3 separate regions of the Gossypium hirsutum genome follow, and all the other regions are linked to region 2. Evidence: chromatin contacts called from public Hi-C data. All regions are on one chromosome and are shown on one strand. The core of a region is the stretch at or near the end of the contact, and the rest is flanking DNA. Distances in the headings are between cores, read along the strand shown. Region 1 holds the start of LOC107952940 (jasmonoyl--L-amino acid synthetase JAR4). Region 2 has its middle 37 kb from the start of LOC107952940. Region 3 holds the start of LOC107952941.

Region 1 (3,246 bases), core at 466-2,965, 37 kb after region 2:
GCGAAACACATTGGTCGTAGCGGTTCCAGCAAACAATCCCCCTTTCGTCCTACTCTGCTTGCTGCTGTATATGAACTGCAAAGCCTTCCCATTCGTGACAGGGAATTCCCTGTGTCAATAACACAAACTGATTAATAACGACAAAAAATCTCCCAAAAAAAATTTTGGGGGGAGAAAAAGGTTAACAGATATCCAATCATATACCTGTTTCTAAAAGCATAAGAAGTACGGAATATCTGCAAAGTAGTTTCCATCAATTCGTCATTGAACGGCACAAACTTGGGCCTTCCTTGACTGGTGCCAGAGCTGCAAATTTACAATAATAATAAAAATTATCATTCAATTTTTAAAAAAAAAATCATGTAAAACATAAAATTAAAGTAAAGAATACCTGAGAGATATGGTGGTTATGGGTTTTCCAGTGAGAACCAGGGAAGAAGCACCATCGACAATTCTTTGAATATAAGGCTCCAAATCCTGGTGAGTGACGACAGGAACACAAGCCTTGAAGCTTTGGGGGTCAGTTCTGCCATTGAGACCCAGATTCTGCAAATACTCGGCGCTTCCATTTTCTTCTAAAATTTTCTTTAAGGTCTCCCTTTGAACATTCTCAGCATCTTTGGTCATCGTTTCGAACTCTTCTATCACTTTTTCTACGTGTAAAATTTCCATCTTTTCTAACATCCTTACTTACTCAAACTACAACCTTAAAAAAAAAAATAAAGGAAATCAAATTATATGAAGACTATTTACTTCTTATTTAGGAAAAAGAATAAAGTGATCTGAAAGCATAGAAAAATAATTTTTAAAAGAATACAATCATGTTTTCCGCTCTCTTTCTCTTCTACCAAACGGAAGCAGAATGGAGATTTCTTTTGCTATCAATAAATGCAAGAAAAAGAAATTACTTGAGGTGAAAAAAAATAACCACTAATTTAAAAATAAAGACAAAAAGGGGAACAAGCTTATATGATAATTAAGCAGCAATCTGAAAAACCAAGACAATAACTCAAAACATTTTCAAGCTTTCACTTTATTTGACGGATAGTCAATACAGTCAACCGATAAGAAACTTCAATTTCCCACTAGAGATTAGAGATTAGAGATTAAACGTTTTTTTTAAAAAAAGTGCAAAATTAATGAAATCGGAAAGAAGAGGAAACTAAGAAATCAAAGAATTTGAAATGTGAAACAAAAATTCAACTTCATATCCTGTTCCAAAACTTTGAAAATTTCAAACGAACAAAAAGAAATCAAAGAAAGAGATTCAAATCACCTGTAACAAAATAAAAGAAATGAAAGAAATTCAATAGAACAGAAAAAGAATAAAACAGAATCAGAGTAAGTATGTGGATAAAGTGCAGTTTGAAATTCAGAAATTTCAAGTACCTGAGGAAGCTCAGTGCTTTTCAGTAAAAGAGTGAGACAGAGATATGGAGGGAAGGGAAGGTGGTATTGAGTCAGAACTCAGAACTCTCCAAGTTTATATGGGAAAAGAGGTGAAAAAGGATAGGAATTTTGTTTGCTCACCAATTTCAATGCGCTCTCTTGTTTTCCTCAAAGTGTCTGCAAAGATAGATAAATTGTTTTTTTATCGTAAGAAAGGCAAAGGCAAATTGCTGTGTGTTAATGATTTTGGGTATGGCGGATTGGGAGATAGAGAGAAGATTCTTAGGCTTGCATTTTATAGGCGTTTTCTTTAAAATTATTAATAATACAAATTTGTCAGCCTCTTTTTTTTTTCTTTAATTCCTAAAATGTTTTTTTGTCCATTCCCGACTTTGCCCATACTCCAACCTTAGAATTCCGGAAATGCCAGCTTGAGTACAACTGATGAATTCTGAAATTACCTTTATGGGCTTGGATTATTGTGAGAATTGGTTAATATTGCCTTTGGTTCACTAGATAAGGAAGTTAATAACGCCAGATTGACGTGGGGTCGACTACAATGAAAGGCAGATTTTGGCAATATTGCACTTCTCATCCCTTTAACTTTTCTATTTTCATTCAGATTCTTTTTTAATTAGTTTTTGTTGTAGAATGAGTTGATGTCATGAGTTAATTGAGTAGTAACTCGATTAGGAAAATTATGAAAAAATATCCTTTCACAATTAAATTAATTTATATTATTCGAGAATATTTTAATCTTTTTATTTTAAAAAAGTCAATAAAAATTTTACATGTAATGATATTTGAACATGTGTTATTTAAATCGATAAAATATTAATTTAATCACTAAGTCAAATACTTATCTTAATATAATATTAACATTAATTATATTATGTATATCTTGTTACTTCCATCAATTATATAATTGTACTTCTATACTTACTATTCTTTAAACCTGTTTCCTTATCAAAGTAAAACTGGAAAAAATCCAAAATAAAACACACCCATGACACATTCCATACTAGGATAAATTATAGAGGAGTGAAGGAAAATCAGTTTCTACTAAGCCAATTTCATCGTTTTCCAACAAATTCAATTATCTCAAAAGAACTCTTTTAAGAAAAAATAACACATAGTAATATATGTCAGTCATAGTCAACAAGTAATAATTAATGTCAATTTATTGTACAGGTTAAATCAAATGGTGCATCAAATCAAATTTGTATAAAAAAATTAGTTTGGGGCAGTCCGATTTCCAAGTCTCTATATCATAGAATGTTTGATACATCGAAATTTTGATAAGAATAGAATATAAATTACTTGATATTGATTTAGGATCGAAACAATACATATTAATTGATACAATATTGATTACCATAATTAATATAGCGCTAAGTTTTATTTTTATTTTTTAAAAAGTAATAATAAATGCAAAATATTAGATTGAAATATAGGATGTGGAAGTTTTGGTTTGATAATGAGTGGTAATTTAACATCTAATTAAGATGTACATGGATTGGTAAAGTAAGCAAATTAAAGATGTAGAAATGAGGAAGTAATGGTGGCATGGCAATGCATGGTGGGGTGTGACGAGCGGCCAAATGGTGGGTGGGCCCTACGCTCCCAACTCCGAACTCCAAAACACATGTCGACATACAAAACGTTCTTTTCTTTTCTTTCTTTGCCCTGCCATTGCTATATTTTAATTTAATGTCACGTTTTGATGCCAAGTATATCAGTTATCAACTTCAATTCTTTTTGGGTTTATATTTATATGATATTTTTTCCCAAATTTTTTTAAATAATATGGTTTTTTTTTAATAATATGGTTTTTTTTATTCATTCAATCCATGCAAG
Region 2 (3,578 bases), core at 659-3,158:
CCCATTGTATTCTAATGAATCGCCGCCAAAGTATTTTCAAAGATCTTACACTTAAGAAAAAGAAAAAGCAAAAAGCCTTAATCGAGTTAGAGTAGCAGACAGAAACGTGCTATAGTAGCACACTTAACCAGAAAGTACAATTATTTCTAAATAATCATCAACTTTAAAAAATATATATTTTTAAATTTAATTTATCTTTTAAATTATAATTATTTTTTAAAAAAATATTATTCACTCTGAGGATGGGATGAATTCTAATAAAAAAATGATTTGGTTTGGTTTTGACTTCCTTTTTCTTTAATGTTTTTAACTTGATGATTTTGATTGAAATATTCATGGAAGGAGAAAGTTGGATTGGTTTGCATTTGAATTTAACTTTTTCAATCTTAGATAGGTTTGAGGTCTGATCTATTTTATTATTTTTAAAAATAAAAAAATAAAAAAATAGTTTTATATTATTATTTTTATATTTAATTATAAAATATAAAGGCGTGTTTTATAAATTAAAAATTTAAGTACTGAAAAATTAAGTATTGAATTTATATTAGAAATTTATTTGATAAATTAGTAAATATAAGTATAGAATATAATTTTGTTATTTGAAAAAAGTAAATATTAATTTTTGAAAATTATTTATTTTTAATTTTAATTTTATTAATATAATGTTTTATATTGTTTTGAATAGTTTTGGATGAAAGATAAATATGGTAATTTGAATATTTTATTTTTAAAAATATATAATTTATTTCAATTTTTAATAAAATAAAATCGAGTTAATTTTTTACATTAAGTGATAAATAACTAATTACCTCCTTTATCTTATTCAAATTTTTTTATTGTAAATTTTATATTAAATAAAAGTTAAAATGATTAAAAAAATTTTAATGATTTATTAAATACACCTTAAATAAATTTATTAAATTATTTTTTCAAATGGTAAAACGATGGTGCGAAAATCGAATGTGGGTTCCAACAAAACACTTGTCATTTTGAAACGGTCGGTGCGGACTTTTATTTTGTTTGATGAATTTGGTTAGTAAGTACATGAAAGAGTAGTTACCAATGTAATTTTCTTTTCTTTCTTTTTTTATTAAATATGTTTAAGATTTTATTTGCAAATAACATGATAACTTTGTGAAAAACAAATATGAAAGTCAAGAAACACATAAAACATTAGATTTTAAAAAAGAAAAAGAAAAATGTAGGTAATTTGATGAAGAAAGCAACGTCCAAGGAGCCGCTGGCCTTTGGTTGCTATTGCAGTGGCATTTGAGTGTGCGCTTCGCCTCCCATGACACCCAACCTCAAACTACTAACCTATTATATAAAAACAGAAATAACACTTGAAGATGTCCCCAATTCTGATTGTTGTGTGATAATAACAATCAATTTGTAGGGCATTCATAAAAAATTGAAGTTTCATTACCCGTAGTTATTATTGATAAAAAAAAGCAATGGGTTGAGTAGTAAAATTTGATAAGTTGATTCAACCGCGGAGACTATTCAGACTTCAAATCCGAGGTTTATTAATTGGCGTTTGGGCGACAATTCCAGGTCAACTGCTAAACCAGCCAAATGCGTCAAAAAGGGATTGCTTTGCTTAATATTAGTATGTAGGAACTTTCCCCAAGAAGTCAATGGCTTTAATTGTATAAGACCTCTCAACATGTGGGTCATGCCAGAAACAAGAGAAGGGTGAAATTCCCTCAACCTCATCAAATTGAATATTTAAATACAAGGTGTCCCCATAATATTTGTTGGATCATTTGCTGGCAGATTCTTTGAAGGCAGGCAAATTTGTCCTATTTTTGTGTTTAAGCTAAAAAAATGATAAAGCATTGCAGGGCCCAAACTAGGAAATGACAGGTCCATGACCAGGAGGCCCAATGTGTAAGCACTTCAAAAATGAAGTGACTGTTCTGATAATAATTATCAAAGTTGCCTTCTTTCTATTTGGGACTCCGTCTACAACCTTCTTTCTCATACTCAAACCAGGTTTTTGGGTAAACCAAATCATAGCAAGTAAGATGCATAGGCTTCAAAATCGTCCTTTACATGGTGGGTATTCAAAAATAAAATATAAATGCAATAAAAATATTATGAAGGTATTTATACTAAGAGTTGAATTATATTTTGTCTCATTTATTTAAAAAAAATAGATGAATTAATTTTTGTACATTAGATCAAAAAATAAATTACTCATTCTATTAAAAATTTTATCTATTTTTATTGTTAAAAATTAATCTTCGTACATTAGAATAAGGTACACATGTAACTTTCTGGTTATTTTATCAGTCACTAACTTTTAATGGTAGAAATGAATGAAATGTTTAACAAAGAAAAATAAATCAATTTACTTTTTAATCAATCTATGATTTATATTTTTCACCAGATTCGCAGATCATTACGTGATACTTCTTATTTGTTTACATCCTGATTTCAGTTTCCTTTGCTATGGGGTCGTGATTTGATATTTTGAGAAAAGATGTAAGAAGAGTGATGTTTTTGCTCCAAGTCTTGGATAATGAATATACTAATTCACCGCAATTAGCCCAAATCAACAATTCTTCCAAAACCAAGATTTGCTTTAGACGGAGCCCATAAGCAGTTCTTCTCTATTTCTTTTTAGGGTAAACTACATTGGTCACCTAACTATATATATAAGTTTTCATTTTCTAATTTCCACATAATTTTCTTGTTAAGTGAAATGGCGTGTTTTACACCAATAAGAACCATCTCTTCAGCTTCTTTCTCCTTTACCCTCTACTACTCTCTTCAAAGTTAATTGAAAGGTTAAACTAAACCCAGAATCTAACATCCACAAATTTCAAGCCATCGTACCCCCACCACAAGTCGCTCCAAAACTTTGACCCGTAGTAATTTTCACCTAAACTCTTCAAATCCAACCTCTGTTTCAAAGTTATTTTATGCCTAAGTACTCGAAAAGACTAGAAGGAAAACATAAGTTGTGATATAATGATAATTATTGTAAGAGTGCGTGTGCTTGTTTCTAAATTCAAAAAAATCCTGCAGAGAACAATGAAATATTGATAGAAGAACAAGAAAGTCTAAGACAAAAAAAAAATGGAACTTTATAATATTAGTCTAAAATATGATTTGGTGTTTTTTTTTTGTTTTTTTTTCTTCACTATAAATGCATTTTTTTTCTTCGACAACTTCTTTACAAATTTTTCTATTTATGAGCATTAAAGGAGTTAAACGAAACTCCTCTCTTTGAGTCAAAAGCAAATAACTTGAGGTGAAGATTACTTACTACATTCAATACTATAGTAAATGATATCTCCAAGTTAGCTTAGCAATGAAACTTTTGAAGGTCTAGTCAAATGGTTTAAGAGTTATGATTCGGTTTAGTTGTGAAAAATACATAGGGTGGATTTGAAGAGTTTAGGTGAAAATTACTAGGGCTCGAAGCTTTGGATCGACTTGCGGTGGGGTTACGGTGGCCTAAAATTTGTGAGTGTCAAATTCTGGGTTTAGTTTAACTTTCTGATCAACTTTGAAGAAAGTAAGTAAAGGGTAAAAGAGAAAGAAGTTGAAGAGATGATTTTTATTTGTGC
Region 3 (3,098 bases), core at 504-3,003, 39 kb before region 2:
TTGCTGATGTTTCTCGTAACAGTGAAAACAAGAACAAGAAGCATGATGCAACACTGAACTTTGCGGGTATGGCATGAATTGGTGATGATCACTTCCATTGTACTGTCTAGTTAAGTATGGATGTGGCGGCAGCTGTTGGTATTCCCCTGGCAACTGATGCGAGGTTCTTCCAAGCACTCGGGGTCCAAAATATGCAGGAACATGATTTGGATCAAGCATTCGAGGATGCCGTCCATGTGGAGTCATTGCATTCGCAACAGGATAAGCATCCGATTCTGGAAACTGAGCAAAGTAAGAGGTTCCTGCCCTAGAACCATCTTCATCAGGTCCATAGAAAGGTAATGAAGGGTTTTGTGATGCGGAAGAACCATTTGGAAACCAGGAACCAACACCACCAAATGACTCTGGAGGAGCAACCCTCCCATCAAGTGGAACCTTATCTTTTGGTTTATCTACCACATTACAGGACCTACTAAGTTGCTCCTTTATCTCATCTAGCTTCCTCAGAAGCATAGCTCGATCTTCTTCGAGGAGAATTCTACCAGAACCATCCTGGTCAGTTTGAGCCTGCAACCCATAAGAAGCATCTAACTGGCGGTTTGATGGGCCTTCATCCGGATGGTCTTCGGTAACATCTCTTGGAATTCTCGGAAAACCCTCCATCTCTTCTTGCTTCCCAGCTTCCCAATCAGGAACGTCTCCCAGTATTTGTGATCCACCAGTATGCCCAAATTTGGAATCGAAACTCTGGTTTCCTGTTCCAGTTAAATTTACCACCTCATCCTTATTTGCACTAATATCATTACCTTTGTCAACACAGCACTTATCAGCAGCAAGTTTAGGTTCATTCCTAGTTGTATCACACCTGAAAGAGCCAGCGGTTGATTTACCACCCGCATCACATGAGTCTACTATATCCTTCTCCGAAAAAATACGGAACTTGGTAGGAACTTGGCCGAGCCTGTCTTCTTCCAACTTCTCAGAGGAAGTTTCTGGTTCACAATTCTCAGTTTTTGCTGTTAATCAAACAACATTCCACTATCAATTTCATGCAAGAAATTATGCTCATTTGATTGCAAAAGGACCGAACTAAAACAGGAAACTGGAATCCAAAGCCTTAAATTATTTCAAACTACTCTAATAAGCAAAATTTCAAGTTAACACAGATACATGACAGGATGAGGGTAGAGACAGATTTGTGTCTCTTGGGTTCAACAACTTTCTCATCAGCCAAACAAAAAAAGTAGTAAAATAAAGAAAAACATAAAGAGAGAAAAGTACCTCGAAGAACAGCACCGCAGCCACCACACTTGTAAACAGAATATTCTGCAAGTTCTGGAAGAAGGTTTTCGCACTTTGGACACAAAACCAACCTTACTTTGGTTGACTCGGTCATTTTTTTAAGTCATTCAGGGTCCCAACACGCCAAAATTATAGAAAACGACGTCACGCCAGAAGCAATTTACTTGCTTAAACCATTTCTTTTCTTTTAAGAGCTAAAATATCCCCTCACGACTCTTGGCAACAGCCATCAGCATCAACAAACTCGCTTACTCATATATTTATATGAAGCCAACTTTGGGAACCCAGAAATGGAGAGCTAAGGAGGAAAAATAAGAAAAGGAAGCTGAATTGACGGTTCTCATAAGTTTCCTTTTAAAAGCCAAGTTGCTGGGTTGTTGTTGGTTTTCTCAGAGACCAAACATATAAACAAAAGAAACCCAGATTACATGATAGTTTCCCAAAGTTGTATGAAAAATAAAGAATATTCATACTTTTAAAGAAAATGTTGATTAAACTATTATCTTTTAACGATGTTGTTAATGTGGAGGTTACGTGTTAAAAGATTTGGAGCTTTGAATTTTTTGACATTGTACGGCTTCAAAGTTTCACACATTCAAGTTTTGAATTTTTTATTAATTAAATAAATTACGGTAAATTTAATTACAATATTTATATATATTTTTTGCCATTGTACGGCTTCTTGACTTTTTTTTAAGCTCGACTCCTTAGAATTGATTAGAATATAAATTCAAAAAAATTAAATTAATTGACTTGCGAACAAATACGAAATGTACTAAAAATTAATTTTATTTATTTTTAATTTTTTATTTAATCAAATTATATGGATCAATCAAATCAATTTGATAATAAACTTATCGGTTTGATCATTAATCTGGTTTTGAGTTTATTTGATACAAACGAAAAGTGAGATGAAAGAAATTAAGAGAGATGATCATTTTTTATTTTAATGTATAAAAATCAATAATTCCAAATTGACATGATGATAAGAATGTGTATTTTAATTTAAAATTATGATTTTTTTAAACATTTTATTTTCTTATCTTATTTTAATTTAAAAAATTACAATTTTTTTTAGTTTTCCTATCTTTTCTTTAAAATACACCTATAAGAACAGAATTATATTTTCCATTTTTGATTTTTATCTTTCTAATTTTATTTGGACTAAGAAATTATGGTATTAAGGTTGTACAATTAATGCAACCAAAGAGAGAAGAAGAGGAAAAGCAGTGATTTGTCGGTTGTGAAGAGTGAAGGAAACTGCGAAAATCTATTCCAACTCTGAAACATCTCATTGTTGTTTGCCCTTTAACATATGCTTATAACAAATATTATACAGAATTATATTTACTCGATAGTGTTATTAGCCCTTTTATATAGAATTTTTAGTAAAATATTTGAAAATGATAAATGGACAATATTCAATAAAATGTTGAATAGGTAAGCCATCATTTTATCAAATTTTTTGTATTTCTATTTTAATAGTTGAAAATTTAATAATAACTGCAAATAACAAATCATTAATCTGATGAATAATTCAATTATTTAATATAGCAGAAGTCCGTCAGCTAAACCAGGGGATGTGGTCCCATGCTGTCAATGTTGCACATTTCTCATTGCATGCTCTTACTTAAAACGTAATAATGGGAAGTTTTGGGACAAGTTTCTTTTATTTTCCCAGTACTTTTATAAGGGACAGGGGAGAGGTGGTCGTCCTTTCGTCTTGTTTTTCTTTTGGGAAATAAATGAAACATTGGTGGGAAAGCGCAGTCGGCATGGAAGGGTTTCACTTTTTA

Evidence for each region. A called contact is a pair of places that touch in the nucleus more often than the background predicts.
Region 1: a Hi-C map of hypocotyl shows a contact between it and region 2, with 2.6 times the contacts expected there. The contact joins the promoter of LOC107952940 here to the enhancer-like site in region 2. A contact is called at or near these places in 5 of 34 Hi-C or Micro-C datasets (hypocotyl and leaf).
Region 3: a Hi-C map of leaf shows a contact between it and region 2, with 3 times the contacts expected there. The contact joins the promoter of LOC107952941 here to the enhancer-like site in region 2. A contact is called at or near these places in 10 of 34 Hi-C or Micro-C datasets (fibers, hypocotyl, leaf and 1 more).

The regions. Positions count from the first base shown.
Region 1 is chrA07:31,200,088-31,203,333 of Gossypium_hirsutum_v2.1, forward strand. LOC107952940 (jasmonoyl--L-amino acid synthetase JAR4) reads right to left here and starts at 1,716. Exons shown (of 5, transcript XM_016888147.2): 1 at 1,390-1,716; 2 at 392-706; 3 at 205-306; 4 at 1-109. The coding sequence starts at 684.
Region 2 is chrA07:31,162,608-31,166,185 of Gossypium_hirsutum_v2.1, forward strand. No RefSeq gene overlaps it. Among protein-coding and RNA genes, the nearest start is that of LOC107952940, 37 kb to the right of the region's middle. Within about 2 kb of position 1,909, at least 7 of the 9 cell types and tissues checked have an H3K27ac peak or open chromatin away from gene starts, as enhancers often do. A contact at or near this core is called in fibers, hypocotyl and leaf, where this site is marked.
Region 3 is chrA07:31,123,856-31,126,953 of Gossypium_hirsutum_v2.1, forward strand. It overlaps LOC107952941, which reads right to left and starts at 1,754. Exons shown (of 5, transcript XM_016888150.2): 1 at 1,282-1,754; 2 at 1-1,016. The coding sequence starts at 1,396.